Linked DNA regions of Anas platyrhynchos: region 2 is linked to region 1. The links are chromatin contacts, called in public Hi-C maps. All regions are on one chromosome and are shown on one strand. The core of a region is the stretch at or near the end of the contact, and the rest is flanking DNA. Distances in the headings are between cores, read along the strand shown.

Region 1 (6,166 bases), core at 2,375-4,874:
ACAGTGGAAGTGCTTTTTGAAAAGATTTTTAAAATATAGTGTCTGTTTGGTTTTTTTTGGTTTTTTTTTTGTTTTTTTCTCTGCAAAATTGCTTAGATATTGATAAAAGCAATCAAAAGAATATAACCTTTCACAGTAACATATGGAAAGACAGTTCCTTGGGTCTTGGCCTACTGAAAAGGTGTGTGTTCTTAAATCAGCTTGAAGGATAATATCCTATGCTCATAATGGTTTTGTTGTTATCTCTGGGTATTTTAAGTTTCTTGAGTCTGCAAGTTTTTGTTAGAAAATAACTCATTTCACTAAAATAAGCAAAGTAGTATAGTAGAAATAATATAGGTAAAAAAAAAAAAGATACATGTAAAAGTAAATGGAATATCAGGTTATTAAGAGATTTCTTCTCTTTTTGATGGTGGTCATGCATGAACGTCTTAGCATTTTGATTCATTTCTCAGCAGCCCTTGCAAAAGCAAACAGAAAAGATGTGGCCACTTTCCAGCTGATGGGTATAGGATGTCTGTTCTGGACTATCAACAGCCCATTTTTAAGTTAGGGAGTGTCTGCCGCGGTCAGAACAGCATACGCAAAATGCTCTCCCATTTATTTTGCTGCCAGAGATTTTATTGGGAAAAAAAAAAAAAAACAAACAAACAAACAAAAAAAACTTTTCTACTCATTTTAACCTGCTACTGGACCTTCCTTGTTTGAAGATTTTTTCAGTGATATTTCTCAAGCATCAACAAGCATCGCTGTGCTATGTTGAAGAACTCCCTCCCTTTAGGAGGGCAATGGGCGGAAGAACGCTTGCTATGGATCACAGGAAGGCTTTAGCTCTCTCTGAAAAGGCAAAAACGTATTCTCTACCCTCAGGGTGATGACTTAGGCTGCTGGCCGTGCAGCACAAGTCAAGACGTTTCTCTCTATTCAGCTGAGGAACTATTCACATTGATTCACATATACATAATTTGTTCAGCATACACTAGGGCTTCCCAAAGTTATTCTGAAAAGCTGTAAGACTGTCGTGAGGATGGCACCACCTGAATTCAGTGCTCACCTTACCCAGCGCACCTCCAGCCCCACTTCCTCCACATACAGAGGAGCAGTTTTCAGTCAGTGCCAGGCCACTCCAGGCAAGGAAGCAGCTGGATGCTACGATGACAGGCCCAAGCATCTTCCCCTCTGATCCTGATCCTGCTGTAATTATCAATGAGAACACGGAGAACGCACTGCTCTCAATTACATGTATGTTAAACTGCGCATGCTGTATCATAAACCAGACATGGGTTTGCCCCTCCTTACTGCTACTCAAAATATTCTAGAACACATCGAACACTTTTGCTCTACTTGTTTGGAGGTTTCCTAAGTCCATTGCTGATTTAAAAGCACTGATTTATTCATGTACTAGTGCTTGTTTTAGTTTAAATGGCTCATTTCCCTTTCCCAGTGGGACTGTAAGATACTTCAGAAGAATTGTGAAGTAAGCCTTCAGGCTGCCAAAGAGGAGCTGATCTGAATAATGAAAGCCCTTCACAAGTACATCCAATGTGGCTGTTCACTCCTTCTGGCAACCTGCAGCTGTAAATATTAGAGGAGCATGTGCATAGCCACAGGGGTGACTTCCATCACAAGAAACAGGGCAATTTTTCTCTGCAGTAGCTGCCTTTTTTCTTCCCCCAATGTACATAATCAGTATATCCAAATCCAGCTGTGTCTGCCACTCTTTCACATGTCATTGCTCAAAGGACAGGATCCTCACCCAGGTACTGGGAGACCTGCACCCACTTTGTACCCACCAGTTAGCTGCTTAGGTTCTGGTTTGCAGAATGCCCCGCCAGCCACCTGTAGGTAGATTCTGAGCTCCCTCAGTGCTGGCAGCACTGGCAAAGCAGTGGCCTCCTTTCACCAGGAAGTGCAGACAGGTAAGGAACAGGTTCAGTTAACCTGTGTTTGCTTTCAACATTTGAAAACTGGTTACTGTGTTCTTGCCAAAACATTAGTATCCTGGATGCATGATAACAAAGGGCTTTTCATTTTTTTTGGAGGTATGAGACTGAGTATATACAGTCCCATTTTGCAGTGTGTTGTTTTAACAATATTTAGTAATATTTAGTAATAAAAACTTTTGGTTGTGGGTTTTTTGGTTTTGTTTGTATGTGTTGTCTTTCTTTCTTTTTTTTTTTAAAATACTCGCATTTCATTCTACAATTTTCCATTTTATGTTGACATCATTGCCTATTCCACCAGCATTGTTTTTTCTGGACATCAACGGAAGATTAGAGACTTTTTAAAGGGTTAACTTCCCCCATGTTAGAATACAGTAACAACAACACGTAAACACCGTATTACAAAAGTTGTGGAAAATAAAAAAAAAAAAGAGAAAAGTTTATTCCCAGATATACAAAACACCTATTCTCTCATTTCTCCATCTTCTTCCTCTTCTTCCACACCTCTGATGTACAAAACATTATTGCACCTGTAAATAGAACCAAGAGTTACTTTAGCTGAAAGCATTTCAATTTTCCCCACATATACGCTGCTTTAAGCATTTTCCTACTTCACTGCGACCTGGCAACAGCCAAATCCTGCCTAACAAACTGATGCTGTTGACTTTATGCAGCTTTCCCAGTAAGTTCATTATAAATAGGAAAAAAAGTTTGTAGAAGTAGTAAATAACGATGTATAAGAAATATTTGCATTTGAGTCTGCAGTTATGGGCAATAGCTGTAATTTGCGAGTATGCAAAATGCTTTCAGCAGCAACAGCGAAGTAGGTACCCTAATATACTCTACTACTGGCAAGAGATTAATAAATCTGCAGTAACCCCAGGAGGTATTTAATTACCTGAAGATGGGATCATAAATACTTTACGCATACTTTTGTTTTCCTGCCTCAGATGGGGTCTCAGCTTAAAAATTACAATCTTTGTGCGTTTCAGTAGCACTCTGCACTTCAGAATAGATGAGACACACGGTACCTGGTACTACGAGTTTTAACACACACAATAAGAAAAGGTTTGGCAAGATGCTGCCCCCGCTACACGCACCCCAATTACCTTATCAAAACCTCGCCCAGGTGTCCCGACAGCGCCCCGTCGATGTATTCTTCTGTGTTGGCGAGCTTGGGAAGAAACCAGCAGCAAAGTTACCGCGCAGGAGCCGTGCCCAGCGGATCTACCCCGCGGCCCCCAGTGACGGGGAGGGGCCGCCCCGCTCCCGAAGCGCCCCTCACCTGCATGTTCATGTAGCCATCGACGGAGACGAGGTAGCCCTTGTACTCCATCCCCCACTTGAGCTTCACCATCACCGGCTTCCCCGTCAGCCCGTTCAGGAACGGCTTGGGGTTGAGGGGCAGGCTCTGCGGGGACACCGCCGGTCAGCACCGCCCGCCCGCGGCCCCCCCGCCCCTCCCCGCCCCGGGACCGTTAGCGACCGTTAACGGCCGCCCCCCGCCCCCCCCCGCCCTCACCATGGCAACGGGCGCGCGGCGAGGCCCGAGCAGCGCGGGGCGCACGCGGGAGCGGCGGGAGAATGGGAGGCGGCGCCGCGGCCGCTTCCCCTTCCGGGCGCCGCGCCGACCTCTAACCCCTCACCCGCCGCGGGGAAAAGCGCGGCCTCCCATTGGCTCGGCCGGGCCGCGCGCTCCACCCCATTGGCCGAGCCGGCCGCCCGCCGCCCCTCCGCAGCCAATAGCGGGTGCCGCGTGCCGCTCCGCCGCCGCAGTTAGCGCCGAGAGCGCTGCGGGCGCCGCCATTTCGCGCAGGCGGCGGGGCCGGGCGGGTGTCTCCGCGCCCCCCTCCTCGACGCTGCCCCGGGGCCGCCCCGGGGCAGCCCTCGGGCGCTGCGAGCCCGGCGGAGGCTTCGCGCCCCGTCCGCCGGGTGTCGCCGCCTCAGCGGTGCTCCCCGCTCCGCCTCCGTGCGGCTGCGACGCCGCCAGGGGGCTCCCGTTCGTGTACAGGACTCGGGTGCGCACCTGCGGCCTCACGGGCTGCGGGCGGGAGGGGCTGGGGGCGGCTGCGCACTGTCCCTGCGAGCGCTTGGCTCAGGTGGAGGAGTTGCCGCAACTTTTCCTTGGCTGTGGAGAGCGTCAGTCCCTTCACGTTCCTGAAACCTCACCCTGCTGCTCCGGCGTTTGTGGCTGTTAACCTTGGGCAGGCAAATAAATGAGGCAATCTTAGTGCTGTTTGCTATTTGTTGTGTCTGTTATTTAATGCTGAACATGAAAATCATGTACATTCAGTAAATACATTTCCCTAATAGGTCTATTCATTTTTTTGTGCACATGCCTTTCCAAATGACTAGTGCCCAAGTGTTGAAGGCAAAGCCATCATCACCTGCATTAATCTGAGTGGTAGTGCTGTTGATTCAGCCTATCTTATCCAGATCCTAACTGTCTACAGCTCTACATACTTCTAGGATACTGTTATGATACTTTTATGGATGGGTAGAGTGGGAATTACGATTCTTTTCAGCCAGCAAGTGTCAAAAATGCACTCAGATGCTTGTTTCTCTGGTCATTTAAACCAAGTGGTTTTCCTCATGTATTGGCTGGGCAACAGACACAACATCAAAATTAAGCTAATAGGCTTTCTGACACCAGGACTCACAGTGGGTCAGCAGGGTGCAATGAGTTTAGTGCGAGTCTCGGATAAAATAATGCCGTAGGAGTCAGTTTTGCACTTTCCTGACAATTGTTAAAGATAAACGTGTATATTTGTGAATGACAGTGTAGCAGTTTCAGTATTTTATCTGTAAACAACACTTATTTTTAGGTATTGAAGCAATTTGGATCACAAATATCACCTACTTGTGTTAGAAAAACTGTGTATCAAGAAATGCAGGGCTGATTACTTCCAGTTTTTCATACACTCAGTTCCTCTGATAGATGAGTAAATATTCCAGCCCTGTTGTTATTAAAATCACCAACAAATAGAAGAGTTTCTTAGGGTCACAGATACCAGTATTGAAGTCAAAGTAGAGAGTGGGAGTGCTTGACTTCTAGTTTCATAATCAGTGCATGAATTCATGTGTCAGTAATCGCTTCAGCTGTTGCCTGGGTGTTGCGTGGTGGTAGGGTAGGAAGAAGTACCAAAAGCACAACGCATGACTACGTCTGGTATAGGTGACTGGGTAACTTGGTCAATCAGGAAACAAGATAGCTTTTCTCCCCCTCCATGAGGAATTTGCTGTTTCCTTTGTTGACTGAATCATTCTGAGTCAGAGATGGTTTGCTTACGTGGGTCTTCTCTTGACCTTCAGCACAGGAGTGAATTTCACCTTTTGTCCTCATTGTGTTTCCCCATGTAATCGGGGAAGTAATAGTTTGCATTCTTTTCTGTCGTTGGGTCAGGGTATTTAGGATGTTGCTCAACAGGAAATGAACAGGAAAGAGTTTTTGTTGTAGATTAATACAAACCTTAGATCTTGGGTGGATGGATAGGGTTCCTTGTACAGCTCAGGAGTGGGCATTTAGCATGACTGCCTACACTTTGTTCCTAAGGAAAAGCGGTAAGCAGCGGGTCATCCGATGGCAGCAGCATGTCTGGTGGAGGGACACATTAGACAGCATTATCTGTGTAAGTGCAAATCTGCACTGACATCATTAAAACACCATGTCGCCCAAATACTGGGCAGAGGGGACCAGCTCCTGTGCTCTCACATTGCTGAGAGAAAGCTGAGCTGTCCAGAAGTATTTCCTGATTGAGCTGAGTTTACTGAGACAGGAACTCCCTGCAATAACCTCATGCTGCCTGTCATAAACACATTTCTTAAGGAAACTTCCAGAGCTGCCTCGCATTCCAACTTTTGGACTGTGTATGGCGTGGCCATCCCGCACCTTTCCCAAGGCAATGCCAGCGTCAATGAGGTTTTGCTCTGCTACAGTGTTCTCCCACACTGAGCAAGTTGCTTTTGATATCACACAGTCCATCCTCACTGGAGCAGTAGCAGTGCCAACTTTGACATCACACCAAAGACACCCCCGGATAACAGAAGGTTTGCTGTACATGCTGAAATGGGAAATCAGCTCATTCCCATAAATTTTCTGTAGAAAGTGTCAGATAAAAGTAGGACTAAAATTTTGTATAAAAAACTTTCCAACAAAGAAAACAAATATACATGAAGGTCTGAATCAGCTCTTGGTGACTTGGGGAACTGCTGTGGTAGTATGC
Region 2 (6,166 bases), core at 2,644-5,143, 83 kb after region 1:
GCCCCACAGCTGCATAGAGGAATAAAGAAAAGGCCTGATTATATTTGTGGTGGCTAAAATTAAAGGCCCATGCTAAACCTGGTAAAATAAGCCTTCACGCTTGTTCCCTATCACTTTCTGCTCCTTAAATCCTTCAGCTGCGGCTCCGCAACCTAATGGGAGAAGACTTTTGGGAGAATGTCAAACAGCAGCGGGGCATTTGCCAGATGTGGTGCCAAAGCCATCCGAGCCTCCCCTCTCCTGCCCCCGCTGGAGGTGCCCCCTCCAACCCCAGAGCTCCCACCTCTCCTCCTCAGCTCTCCTTTATCCCCCCTCCCTGGGTGTTTTGGGGAGAGCAGCCCATGGCCCCTTCCTCTCCCTTGCTTTGTCCCCAGCAGGGAATGCAAGGCCTGTGCACAGCCTGGCCCTGTGAAAGACGCGCTCAGAGGGGGACCGGCAGCCATCTTCAGGAAGACCGCACAGGGCAGCCCTGAGCTGAGGAAGGCATGCGGCCTCCCTCGACTGTGGCCTTGCTGCCAAGACACACTCCTACATCTTCCCTGCAGCTTCCAAAAAGCACAGTCCTGGAGCTGGCCTGAGGGAGTGGGTCCATGGGGCAGCGTCCAACTCAGAGCTGCACCTTATCTACAGATACTGGACTCCTTTGTGCTGTACCCATCCTCTCCCCAGGAGTTTGCTTTGATTTCTGTTGTGGAGTGGGAGAAACAGCAGGGGGTGGACCTACAGCTTGGTGCCCTCAGTCACCCATAAAGTCAAGAGAGTCAAAAAAAAGAGTCAAAGTTACCCATAAGAGTCAAAATTAGGGGCTGAAGGGCACAGCAGGGAAGGTGCCAGAAGGGAGTGAGATGGACACCCTCATCATCCCTCTGAAACTCTCAGAAACACACAGCTTCCACAGCCTGCTTCAAACTCAGGCATTAAGAGATTTAGACACCTAATGGCTGATTGAGCTCTTTGCAGCTTTGACAGGTGCCCAGTGCTGCCATCTGCATCCTTCCCCCACAACTCCTCCAAATACTTTCAGTTTAGTGCCTGATTCCAGCATATCCATCTGCCTCATAAACCTTTCCTTTTGCAAACTCACGAGAGTCAGAAGTTTCTGTAGACACCTGGTCGGTAGCACACTCCTGGCCACAAGCCTTAGCATGACTCTGAGGTGCTCAGCTCCCTGTCAGAGGAGCACAAAATAAGTTCAGCCCAATTTTTTATGTTATTCCATTAATTCCTTGGGAGATGAGACCATCTCAGTGGGCAGACAAAGACCCAGCACTAACACAATGCTGCTTCATCTTTTCTATGCTTACTGTCATTACAGCAGAAATTTTCCTGCTTTGCTAAAGGGATTAAAAATATCAGTATCCAGGCACTAAGAATTAAGAAAATATGGGTTAAAAAAGCCATGCAGTTGGGTCTTCTTTTGAAATGTCTGTACAAACATACAAATGATTAGCACACAGAGATCAAACCTTTAACAGTAGTAAATAAGAAAATGGACTTGGCACTTTTTCTTAGACTAAAATGTTATGAATGTAGTGAAGTTTATTTGTAGGCAAAGACATTATCATAAAAATAAATAGGTAAATAAATAGAACATAACCTTTTAAACCAGTCAGATATCTGGAATCATAATTTCGTCTTTCCTCATTAACAAACATCAGCAAATTTGTGATGTAGCCATCAATATTAGAAGTGTCGGGTACAGTGGCTTCTTTGTGAATGAATGTGCTTTCTCTGAGAACTGGACCGCTGGTAATTAATTATCTCAGTGTCTTTGATCTATTTACTCCGCACATATTTCATCTGTTTTGGTTTGTTACTTGCATTTCAATGATCTCACATTAAGGACTAATTCCTTCAGTTGGGAAAATTGCTTTTCCCTTTCCCATGGGAGCATGCCAGTGAACTAGCTGCTCCTCCGAGATGACAGATCCATTTTTTACTTCTGTGAGCATGACTGCACTGATTTAAGGAATCTGCCCGAATACAGCTGAGGAATGTTGTTTGCTCTTAGGAAGCCTCTGCGTGCATTTATAGCCAACTGCAGACTCCCATTTGACTGTGAAGCTATTGGCTCACTCTCTCACTTTGAGTCTCAATTTTAAAGGTAAAATGGCAGACAGAGATGACAAAGAATCACTGTCATTAAAGATTTTCTTTTGCTCATCAAAAGCAAGATCACCTCTATTTCTAACTATTGGCTAAACCTTAACTGTATTTAACAAGAGTAAAAATTACAGTAAGACTCAGTACATATTTGACTGACGTCAGATTTTCCCAATAATTTTATTAAATTTTCATGTTGTGTCTTTGAACTCAAAATAAAAGAATTGCACCTTTTTTTAACTTTTTTTTTTTTTTTGGGGGGGGGTGTCATATTAGACAAAATACCAATGCTGATGGCATGGGGGTGAAATAGCATTTTCTCCTACCCTCCCCAAAATTTTGAAATCCATGTAGAGTATTTTTCAGTATTAGTGTCAGAAGAGGCTATGACATTTTTGATTCCCTCCTCCCACAGGCAGCTATTTCTGCATATCTGGTGCTTTATCTTTAATAATTTATGTTATTACATTATATGTGATAGTAAAAGTAGACTTAAGGAGAGAATATTGATTTTGTTTGTTTCTGTTCTATAAAAAAAAAAAAAAAAAAAAAAAGAACAAAAACAACAACAACAACAACAACAAAAACACACTTTAACTGGAACTACCAAAACCAAATCTAAGCTAATTTTGTGTCAGAAAACTATGGCAGAGCCCAGCTCTATCTGTCTATAACCCTGCCTGTTTCTTACTAAAATCCTGCCTCAAAGTTAGCTCCAGGTTGAACTAGAGTGGAGAGGCTGAGTCCAAGACAAGGAAAATCTAAGGGCATGTTAACGGAAGAGAGGTTTTACATCATGTCACTGCAAGAGAGGGACTGCTGGACTCTGCAGACGATGCTGATGTACAGGGTGAGCACCGGGAGCAGAGCACTCACCAGGCAGGCATACCCTGTGCAGGAAACACCATCAGGCTTCACATACTTCCATGCCTGAGCAGCTGGGGGAACACATACAGCCCAGAGGTTCATCGTCAAATATTTGTAAGACAGGACAAATCCAGAATCAGCAACTTAAACTGCCAGATTTCACTGTCCTGGCTAAAGGACATCATTAATTTATGCAGTAGCACTTATCTAGCAAACACACACCTAAGGTTGCAGTGATTGTGTCAGATTCACCAGAGCTTTATTTTCTTAAAACCTAAATTGTATCCAAAGTGGTTCTACGGTGTTTTAGGTGCACAGGTACTGTTCTCCAACATCAGTGGTCAAACTCGCCCAGTGCGTGCTCAAACTTCCTTGCTCAGTAGGTTCAATAACATCACAAGGAGCTATTGCAGCTTTCCCAGCCTGATGGTCTTTTATAGCACAGCCCAGAGGACACAGCTCTTTGATTTCTATGAGATCAATTCATATCCTGGAGCTGGAAGCCAAAGCTTTGGTTTCCTGCCCTTGGGTGCTACTGTGATTTGAACATTGAACCTGCTCCTGTGCTCCAGTATCAGTCACCAGCTGGCTCTAGAGTTGTCTCCCTCAGTTGTTCTTCTTTCAGAAGAGGCTGAGAAGGATTATTTTTATCCTTCAGGGTGATACTGGGACACAACAACATTTGCTCTCTCTTCATTTTTTATTGAATGAACAGCTGCCCCTAAGCTGTGCTATGAAACAAATGTATTTGTTTGAGCTAACAAAAGCATGAAATGTACCCTGTATTTGATAAAGAGCATAGAGAAAGGATGTTTTTGCCTCTGAAAGTTTTGGGTTTGGGCTGAGCCACCAGAATGCTCAAGCAACGGAGAGAGGAAGATGTGATATCACACCAGGACTCACAGCTCTGGAGCTGAAGCTCAGGGTTGCTGAAGCCAGCTTCAGGGTTGTGCTCTCTGCTGGCTGCCCCACCAGTCCCTCAGCAACACCTCGGGAGGCAGCAGCTTCCACAGCTCTAATCTTTTCTCTTGGATTTACCTACATTTTGTGCCAGGGAATTGGGCAAGAATGGCAACCAAGGGCTGAATTGTATTATGTATCTGACTGAAAGAGCGGCATCATCAATTTAAGGAGCTCTGCAAGAGGTAGCCAGTGAACGACGCTGTGGGAAGTATCCAGCATCCATTTATCAGGGGCTTATGCTTAGGGGGGGCAAGTGCCTTGCCCAGCTCCACAGGAAAACAAGTCTGGACTTAAGGAGGATGAGATTTTCTCTTCCAGACCCCAGCACTCAGCCTAGCAGCAGGCAGCCTTTCAAAGTCCTGCACCAGGCTGAGTTTTTCTTTTCCGACATCAGAGATTATGTGCACTGGGAAAAACTCAGCAGGGACTAGCAGGCTAGTGGTTGCCAGCCTGCTTTTGGCAGGACTCAGCCTCCTTGCCAGGGAGCAAGACCTGAGAGATCCTTACAAACATTTCTCTGAAGTACCACAGTAGACCACATAATTTTCCTGTGAAGAGACAATTCCAGCCCCATGTTCCTAGTATGAGAATATGACTGTACAAACTTGAGTCTCTTCCCTCTGACTCCTGAGTTCAAGACTCAGACATCACTTTATTTCTCTTCCAGGAAAGGAGGAACTCATTGTATTTACTGTAAATGCTCCCCTTTCACAATCATTCTATGCAACCAATTACAAAAAAAAAAAAAAAAAAAATCCCTCTAAAGTTAAAGTTAAGGCTTTGTTTTGAGATAAATAATTTTATTATTTTTTTTTTTAAATAAAAAATTGTCTGCACAAGATAACTTATTGTGCGGTTATCTCAGGCTGCCCTCTTATGGCAGAATGTTAAACTGTAGCTTTCTTTTTTATTATTATTTTTTATTTTATTTTATTTTTATTATTTTCAAATGTTTTGCAAGCTTGGTTGTTGAAAACTCTTGTCTTAAAAATTACTGAACAATTACTGAACGTCGGAGAAGGCCTGACCACAAAAGTGCATCTCTCATTTAGGAAGAATGTGGCTGATGGTCTCCAAACTCTGCGGGACTTTCTCAAAGCCCAGGGACAGCTGCTGATGAAGCTTTGCTGAAGCTGTGGACAAACTCTCCCCTGCTGTAGAAAGCCCCAGCAAACCAGGGCAGCAACATTGCTGGCCGCTGAGATGATCCTAGAGGCTGTCTCACCTGGCTGCAGATAAGCCTGTGGCTGTGAGAGAGCTCAGCACGTGTTAGCAACCCCAGGGCAGCCTGCAGCCTCCTGCCCAGCCCCACAAAGCTGCTCAGCCCACTTGGGTCCTGGCTGCTCCTCCCCAGGCACCCATTGCACCCCCACACGTGGGACTGGGATGGGGTTGCAAGTGAGGAGGGTGACGATACAAAGCAGTTTTTCACCATTTTAGTGCAGAGGGGAGGAATTGGTCGAATCTATGGCTGCTCAATGTCCATTCAATGTGCAAACACTTAAAAATAATTAAAAAGTGATCCCTTACTTGAAACACTCTCTGAACCATAATAAATGGTAGAGAGAAGACTGCAGACCATGCTTTTGCCATCACCTAAGCCCTCATGGTCCATGCTGTGGTGCCTGCCTGGACAGATGGAGCCTTGCAGTGGTGGCATCCTCACACCTCACGTTCTTCGGGTCTGAGGGCTGTTACTCTTGACTTTGAAACATTCCCACCAGAGGTGAAGTCTTGCAGCATCTCCCGGCTTTTCTGAACACACCCACTAGAGGACAGCAGGATCGCAACGTAGCCAGCTGTTTGTCACAGCCAGGCATCTATGGCTGGTGCGCTCATGTGTGTATAAATACATCAAAAAGAGAAGAAAGTGGCCTGTATGTGTGACTGCAAGTAACTGGTGAATCGAGTGACACTTTGTCAGTAAGGCCTGGCTCAGGGCTGCCCCAGGAAAATGCAGTTCTTTTGCTCATTTGGGGCTTACTTTGTAAAGAAGCCAAAAAAAAATTTGCCCAAAGTGGTACCAGCTCAAGACACCAGTTGTTTCTTTTAGGACAGTGCCCTAGGTCTTCTGTAGGTGTGTGACTATGAAATGGGCCAAGGACTTTGCCTGTAGCATACAGACCCAAGCAAAATGTTCAGACACCCAGGACCATAGGGGCAGCGCTGCTTGTGATACCAGTGACCTGGAGGAAAACCCTGTCTTTCATTTCCAACACATCAGAGCCATGGT

The links. Hi-C and Micro-C count contacts between places; a contact is called where the count stands out from the background.
Region 2: a Hi-C map of F5 follicle shows a contact between it and region 1, with 2.6 times the contacts expected there. The contact joins the enhancer-like site here to the promoter of SNRPF in region 1. A contact is called at or near these places in 6 of 8 Hi-C or Micro-C datasets (F1 follicle, F5 follicle, liver and 2 more).

The regions. Positions count from the first base shown.
Region 1 is chr1:46,676,626-46,682,791 of IASCAAS_PekinDuck_T2T, forward strand. SNRPF (small nuclear ribonucleoprotein polypeptide F) reads right to left here and starts at 3,625. Exons shown (of 4, transcript XM_027452307.3): 1 at 3,466-3,625; 2 at 3,229-3,354; 3 at 3,053-3,117; 4 at 2,343-2,473. The coding sequence starts at 3,468. The coding sequence ends at 2,407.
Region 2 is chr1:46,759,773-46,765,938 of IASCAAS_PekinDuck_T2T, forward strand. No RefSeq gene overlaps it. Among named protein-coding and RNA genes, the nearest start is that of USP44, 17 kb to the right of the region's middle. Within about 2 kb of position 3,894, at least 2 of the 8 cell types and tissues checked have an H3K27ac peak or open chromatin away from gene starts, as enhancers often do. A contact at or near this core is called in F1 follicle, where this site is marked.